Linked DNA regions of Sus scrofa: region 1 is linked to region 2. The links are chromatin contacts, called in public HiChIP or PLAC-seq maps. All regions are on one chromosome and are shown on one strand. Each heading gives the region's core, a stretch centred on a gene start, on an enhancer-like site or on the middle of the called end of the contact. The rest is flanking DNA. Distances are from core to core; before and after follow the strand shown.

Region 1 (3,429 bases), core at 187-2,686, 130 kb after region 2:
GTAAATGATTGCATACCTATGTTCCCATAAAACTTTATTACGCAAAAAAAAGAAAAGAAATTTGATAATGCCTTAAATCTGAATTTGGAGCTTCTAATGTTTAATTAGCATGCACCATAAAACATCAATTTCCCAAGTTTTGTTCTCTACAGATGGGATATTCTATGTCAGGGGATATATTTTTAGGTGGTAATCCTCAAGGCCATTTCTGACTTGTACATGAACTCTTTAAAATTAATCCACTGGGCGACTGGATTATTTAATGCAAGGAGTGATTAAAGATGGTACCTAAAACAGGTATCATGATTCCAAAAGTGCCTGACTTTTCCCACCACTTTCAAGGTGTATTAATGGATGTGACAGCTTTAAATGACTGGTGAAATAAGAATTCAAGCTATGGTTTTTAAACATTTTTGTGGAAAGATTTTAATGCATTTCCCAGTAGACAGTTCAGCTGAGATGGTCTTTTATTATCTAGCATGGATGATTTAAGAATCTACATTTTAATAAAGATACAAATGAACTTATTTAAAGAAACAAATAGATTCACGAGACATAGAAAACAAAGTTATGGTTACCAAAGGGGAAAGACGGTGGGGAGGGATAAATTAGGAAATTGAGATTAACACACACACACTACTGTATGTAAGAGAGATAACCAACAAGGACCTACTGTATAGCACAGAGAACTATACTCCATATTTTGCAATAACCTATAAGGGAAAGAATCTCAAAAAGAGTAGATATATCTGGGTATATGTATAACTGAATCACTTTGCTGAACACCTGAAATATTGTAAATCAACTATACTTTGATAAAAATAAATAAAAAATAAAAATTTTAACAACAAAATCTATGTTTAATAAACACATAAAAGACACACCCTACTTTAGCTATGTGTGATTATATGTAGGTCTGTCTGTACATACAGATGTACATATACATGTATAGTTTTGACACATCCCACTTTAGCTATGTAACAGTATCAGTATCCTATATGTATGATTTTAAACTCTATTTTAGCTGTGTGTTGGTTTTTCCCCTTCTGACCATATAATTCTATTTTAAATATGAAGTAAAATGGCTTAAGATATTAATTATAGAAACAAGCTTCCCTGAGTCATGCAGTGACCTTCCTCTACCCTACCTCCACCCCACTGCCTCCCACTGTTATTTTTGCATAACCCACTTTCTTTAATGAAACAGAGATTTCCTTTCCAAGAAATGAGCGCAAGCTCAGACTGAAAAGATGAAAATGCTGATGGTAGTGTCTAGTCTATCCAAGTTCATTTTTCCAGGTATGTGTTCTCTATGCACTGTCATTCTGCTGGTGGCGTAAGAGTCAATTCTTACAGTAGAATTGTCTCCTATCTCTAAGGAAACCAAGAATGACCATTAAGAAAAAAATACATATGAAATTACACTGCTGAGAATTTTTACGCCCCCCTCCTCTGACGGTAGAAGGACCGTTGTCTTGCAAAGGCAAAACTAGCAAGAATTTTACACTTTTTGCTTAAACATTAAACAGATATATGTCCATTTAAAATTTCTGCCCTGAATAAAGTAGACAGATGGATTTTACCTCAGGAAAAGGTGGAACGAATTTCCTTTAAGTGTGAGCTGGGTAGAAGGCACTGTTTTGTCTTTTCATCTCAGGTTTGATCTAGAGGAAGTAAGAGGCTTTATCTCTGAGTCTGAAGAATTAAAGGAGGATGAAAACGGGATTACAGTATTTGATACGGACTCCCTATTGTTTTGTGTCATGATTTAAATCATTTGTTCACAGTTGGTCACAAGACCTCAGTCTCTATTCCATGCTAGGAATGTATTCTTTCAAAAACAGGAAGCAACACTTGAAGTAACTGCAGATTTACAGTGACTACCAGGCTGAGCCCTGGTCTTTGTCGCTGCTTTCCTGTTGTGGTCTGGAGGAAGTGGCAAAGAGAAAAGAGAGAAGGTGGGGGAGGCGGCTTAATTACAATGAAGGGTTAGACTGAGCCTGACTCCATCTTAGTGGACTGGGTGATGAAAACACTTTAAACAGTTGCCAACAGTTTAAAACAGTTGAAAGTATGTGACATCTCACCTACATCAACAAGCAGGAGTTAAAGGTTAAATCACACACACTCAAGTGCTGGGAAAAGGATATGTTTATGTCATCAACTTTCTTTGTTCTAGGCCCACCCTATGTCAACAGGAGGACAGACACATTCCCTGGTTGGAGCCATCAGGGACAATAGAGACTGATCCACAATTTGTGCATGACAAATCCCCTCCTATGCACTTGTAGTTTGCTCCTAGTTCCATGGATTTCTTCATGGTTTTCTACATATTTTCAAATAGCTATGTATTTAGAACAATGTGATTTTGATCTTTTTTCTTTCTTCATCCAGATTCTTGGGGTCCCAAGTATGAAGCTTATTTTACTTTGTTTGTCTTTTTTTTACAGCCACTCCCTCAGCATATGGAGGTTCCCAGGCTAGGGGTCAAATCAGAGCTGTAGCTGCTGGCCTACACCACAGCCAACAACAATGCGGGATCCGAGCTGCATCTGTGACCTACAACATAGCCACAGCAACGCCAGATCATCAGCGCACTGAGTGAGGTCAGGGATAGAACCTGCATCCTCATGAATGCTAGTCATAATCGTTTCTGCTGAGCCACAATGGGAACTCCTAAAGCTTAGTTCAAAAGGAGAAAAATCTTGGAAGGGGAAGGTTTTTTCTTTTTACCAGCTTTCTATGTTGACTCCAAATTCAGTGAGTACCCACTTTAAAATCCTTTAGGTGGTATGGGTGTATAACTGGTGCTCACACATGAGAAGGACTTTTTGGGAAAAGCATTTAGTGCCCTTCACAAAGTTCTGAAAGGTTGAGTAGGAGATTTCTTGACCAAGTTAAGAAATATTTAATTTTTTTTTTTTGTCTTTTTGTATTTTCTAGGGCTGCACCCATGGCATATGGAGGTTCCCAGGCTAGGGGTCTAATCAGAGCTGTAGCCACCGGCCTACACCAGAGCAACAGCAATGCCAGATCCGAGCCACGTCTGCAACCTACACCACAGCTCACCGCAATGCCAGATCCTTAACCCACTGGGCGAGGCCAGGGATCGAACCTGCAAACTCATGGTTCCTAGTTGGATTCGTTAACCACTGAGCCACAACGGGAACTCCAAGAAATATTTAAATTGAAGTTCTGAAGAAAAGAAAATATACCTAAAAGAGCTATGCAAAACTATCATCAAGGAGACCAACAGGTATGTCATGGAAGGAAAAAAAAAATGTATAGAAAAACGCTTCTTATCTTTTGTCAGATCAAGGTCCCTTTCTAGGATTTGGTGAGAGCTATGGATTATCTGTTTGCACTAAAGTTTGTGTCTGTGCTCAGGAGAATCAGAGACTCCTTGATGACCTTCCACAGAAGTCCTAA
Region 2 (3,948 bases), core at 256-2,755:
CTGGTCTTCATCACAGGCCATACAATCTAAAAGGTATCTAAGTTCCCTGAAATGACTGGAAGGTAGATTCTCCCCATAGGCTCCAAGACTCAAAAGATAAATCCCTTTATAAAGGAATGTTGAAAGTTTATTGAAAAATTTTAACAAAAGTGTACCTCCAGTTACACGTGTGCCAGAGTGATATACATTCACCTTTTTCTCCAGGTTTAAAGAGAAAACCCCTCATCACAGAATCCCCAAATGCCCCAGTTATCATTTGACATGTGGTGGACAGAAGAAGTCTTGCTTTCAGACTTATGTCCCTCTGTTGGAATGATCAACTTAAATACGTTTAAAATTCAAATGCATAATGCTTCCAACAATGCTACAGAATTGTCAACTAGCTCACAAAATCTTTAGCAGCTTTTATAATGAGCTGATTTTTTGGAAAGACTTTGGGCTGAAAAGAGGACATGGGGACCCAAAGATGCCTACTCTTTTCTGTGACTGCTTTCTTAAACTAGGGAATCACCGAAGAAAGTCTAGTTTGCATCAAGATATGGGATCTGTTTTATTTTATTTAATTTTATTTATTTTATTTTATTTATTTTTTGTCTTTTTAGGGCCACACCCATGGGATATGGAGGTTCCCAGACTAGGTGTCTAATTGGAGCTGCAGCTGCCGGCCTACACTACAGCCACAGCAGCACAGGATCCGAGCCGTGTCTGAGACCTACACCATAGCTCATGGCAACACTGGATTCTTAAACCCACTGAGCGAGGCCAGGGATCGAACCCGCAACCTCATGGTTCCTAGTCGGGTTCATTTCCACTGCTCCACAACGGGAACTCTGGGATCTGTTTTAGAGCTTTAGTAAGGTAAAAGGTGTTTTTTGTTTTGTTTTGTTTTAAATATATACATATAAAGGGGAACAAGTGGGTGCAGGACAACCAGCCAGTATAGTCTTTTTCATTTACTGGGTTTAGTCCAGGGACTCTTCGGACCAAGGACCAAAAATTAATCAGGAAACACACAAGGGGTGTTATCATAAAAGAGGAATTACTAATTAACATTCAAAAACCCATACAAAAAGCCACATGAGCAGCTTCCCCTCTAAACCTAGCTGGTTAGTTTTTCTACTTTTAGGAATGGGCTGTTTCCTTCTTTGGAAGCTGGAAAAGAAATAAGAATACACATCTGGAAACAGATGAGGATCGAACATTATTGTATAGTCTTGACTCCTTTTTACAGTCCATTATACAATAGAAAGTTGTAGATGAAACTAGGCTGAGTCGATGAAATTACCTTCATTTGAGTGAAGATACATAACGTGGATTTTGGACTCAATACCAACCTCTCTGGAAGAATGTGGGGATGATGTCCCCTTTCCATGGCACAAGAATCAGATGACCAGGAGAGATTTTGCAACTTTTTTTTTTTTTTTGGTTTCTCAGAAGGCTCTGAGAAATGTATACCAGAAGACTGTGAGTCATTTTAGGATGACTATGTCCTTTGCAGTAGAAAACAATCTGTGCTGTAGTTTATTTAGCCCTTAAAGTGATTCATGCAGGGACTAAAATCCAGGAATACTCAGAATAGGGACACATTTTCATAGGGACAAATTTTGCTGGTGCATCCTATTCCTACTTACCTCTTCCATCAGTAGGAAAGTACTGACATCAGCAATGATATGAATTAATGATTACAGGGGTCTAAAGCAATACCATGACGAGTTTACCACCTCCCTCCCAGTCTATTATTTTACCCTGTTTTGCTGAGCAGAGGGGGATTTTCTTGATCAGTCTCAAAGCTGGTAAAAGGAATCATTCATGTTAAGAACATTTTAACTGTAACCCCCTTCCACAGATGGGGAATGTTAAGGGGAATGGGACAAACACCTAACCTACCAAGCCCTTAAAACGCTTATCCTGGAAGTTCTATGACATAAATGTGTCTCTATTTTATGAATATTAAAATGTACTCAGGAACACAAGATCAATCACTAATAAGCCACTGCGTTTATTGAACATGATCTGTGTTCCCTTTCCAACTATATATGCTGCTGCTCTTTTTTTTTTTAATTCCATTGTTTTTTTTTTTTTTTTTTTTTTGGCCAAGTCTGAAGCATGTGTTCAATTCCTGGGGGGCCAGGGATCGAACGCTCGCCATAGCAATGACCCCAGCTGCTGCAGTGACTCTGCCCGATCCTTAACCCTATATGCCACAAGAGACCTTCCTAATATCAGTGATTTTAACCTGTATTTTATAAACCACTTTCAAAGTCATAATCTTACTGATTTTAAAATACTAGTTAGTGGAGTTCCTGTCATGGCTCAGTGGAAACGAATCTGACAAATACCCATGAGGACGCAGGTTTGATCCCTGGCCTCACTCAGTGGGTTAAGGATCCAGCGCTGCCGTGAGAGGTGGTGTAGGCCGCCGATGTGGCTTGGATCTGGCATTGCTGTGGCTGTGGGGTAGGCCATCGGCTGTAGCTCCAATTCGACCCCCAGCCTGAGAATCTCTATATGCCATGGGTGCGGCCCTAAAAGAATTTAATAAATAATTAGATACATTAAATTAAAAAAAATACTAGTTAGCTTTTCAGAAAGCACTACATAAACTGAACACAGGAAAGGAAATTAAGGAGAATCCAGAACAAAGCAACATATCCTTGCTAAAGTGTCCAGCATTTTGTATGGGTCAGAAATGTGTTTCTTTGTCCTTTGGAACTTTATGCCTGTCTCAGCTGGGGTACTGAACTAGGACATGTGAAATATTAACCTCTAAGGCAGCTCCTGGGGTCCAAGAGGGCAGCAAACAGCCTTCACCACTATCTTTAAAGTAGCCTTTTGAGAAAAAGGGATGCTTCCAGAAATGATGCAGCCAAATTTCTGATATTTGATGTAAAGCCTAAATTCCTTAGCTCAAATGCCTATACTTTTTACAAAGGCTTATTCTATTTGCAAAGGCCAAGCTGAGTAGACAGTAAGATTTTTGCCACCTATTTAACTGGGGAAATGAGGCTATGTTAATACACACTGAAAAGAAGTCCTTAGGAGATTTTCTTATAAATGCTGACACTGCCGTAGGGGCCTCAGGAACAAAACATGCCTGGTTCAAGGAGGTATACCCTAGTTATGCATTTACAGAGAGCACATACCATTGCTTTTAACCCCTGGGAAGGATGCTACAGGACTTACAGGACCTGTAAAGCTCTGAACCAGAAAACTTTCCCCTATGTTTGGAACCAAGTCAGACCAGAGTTAAGAATTCCCCATATAGTTAACTGTTTTTCTTTTCTTTCTTTCTTTCTTTTTTTTTTTTTTTTTTTAGGGCCACACCTGTGGCATATGAAGGTTCCTAAGCTGGGGTCAAATCGGAGCTACAGCTGCTGGCCTATGCCACGGCCACAGCCATGCAGGATCGGACCTACACCACAGCTCATGGCAATGCAGGATCCTTAACCCACTGAGTGAGGCCACGGATCAAACCCTCATCCTCATGGATCCTAGTCAGGCTCGTTAACTACTGTGCCACAAAGGGAACTCCCACCATACAGTTAATTTTGGGTAGAGATGAGATAGTACAGCAGCTCAGCGTTAAGGCTTGGAAGTCTTACACATTGTCACTACTTTCTAGCTCTGTAGCTTGAGGCAACTCACCTAATATTCATTTCTCTCACCTGCAAAATGGGAATATAGTTTGCATAGTTGTTAGAGGAAATCAACAATGAGAACTTAGGTAGAGGCCTCAGTGCCTCGCATTTAGAAAATGCTCAACCAATGGTAGTTATGGTTAAATCAAGGCTAGGTTTCATGGACGCTATGTGTCATGTATGCAGTCTTGTAATGTAGCTAACATTGCTTTTCCATAGCAAGTGTTTAAACAGCTTTAGAACAAGTGGGACCAATGAGTAAACAGAAACACGGAGGGATGTGGTGCTTTAATAAGTAAGGCCCAGGTGA

What was found. HiChIP or PLAC-seq counts read pairs in DNA pulled down with a chosen protein or histone mark.
Region 1: an H3K27ac HiChIP or PLAC-seq map of alveolar macrophages shows a contact between it and region 2. The contact joins two enhancer-like sites. A contact is called at or near these places in 1 of 47 Hi-C or Micro-C datasets (brain) and 1 of 2 datasets of contacts at active chromatin or transcription factors (alveolar macrophages).

The regions. Positions count from the first base shown.
Region 1 is chr16:24,754,000-24,757,428 of Sscrofa11.1, forward strand. The region is part of intron 1 of DAB2 (disabled homolog 2); the gene reads right to left. All of the region lies in intron 2 of LOC102163534 (a long non-coding RNA gene), which reads left to right. Among named protein-coding and RNA genes, the nearest start is that of DAB2, 21 kb to the right of the region's middle. Within about 2 kb of position 1,437, at least 25 of the 83 cell types and tissues checked have an H3K27ac peak or open chromatin away from gene starts, as enhancers often do. A contact at or near this core is called in alveolar macrophages, where this site is marked.
Region 2 is chr16:24,619,931-24,623,878 of Sscrofa11.1, forward strand. The region is part of intron 2 of DAB2 (disabled homolog 2); the gene reads right to left. Among named protein-coding and RNA genes, the nearest start is that of C9, 46 kb to the left of the region's middle. Within about 2 kb of position 1,506, at least 4 of the 83 cell types and tissues checked have an H3K27ac peak or open chromatin away from gene starts, as enhancers often do. A contact at or near this core is called in alveolar macrophages, where this site is marked.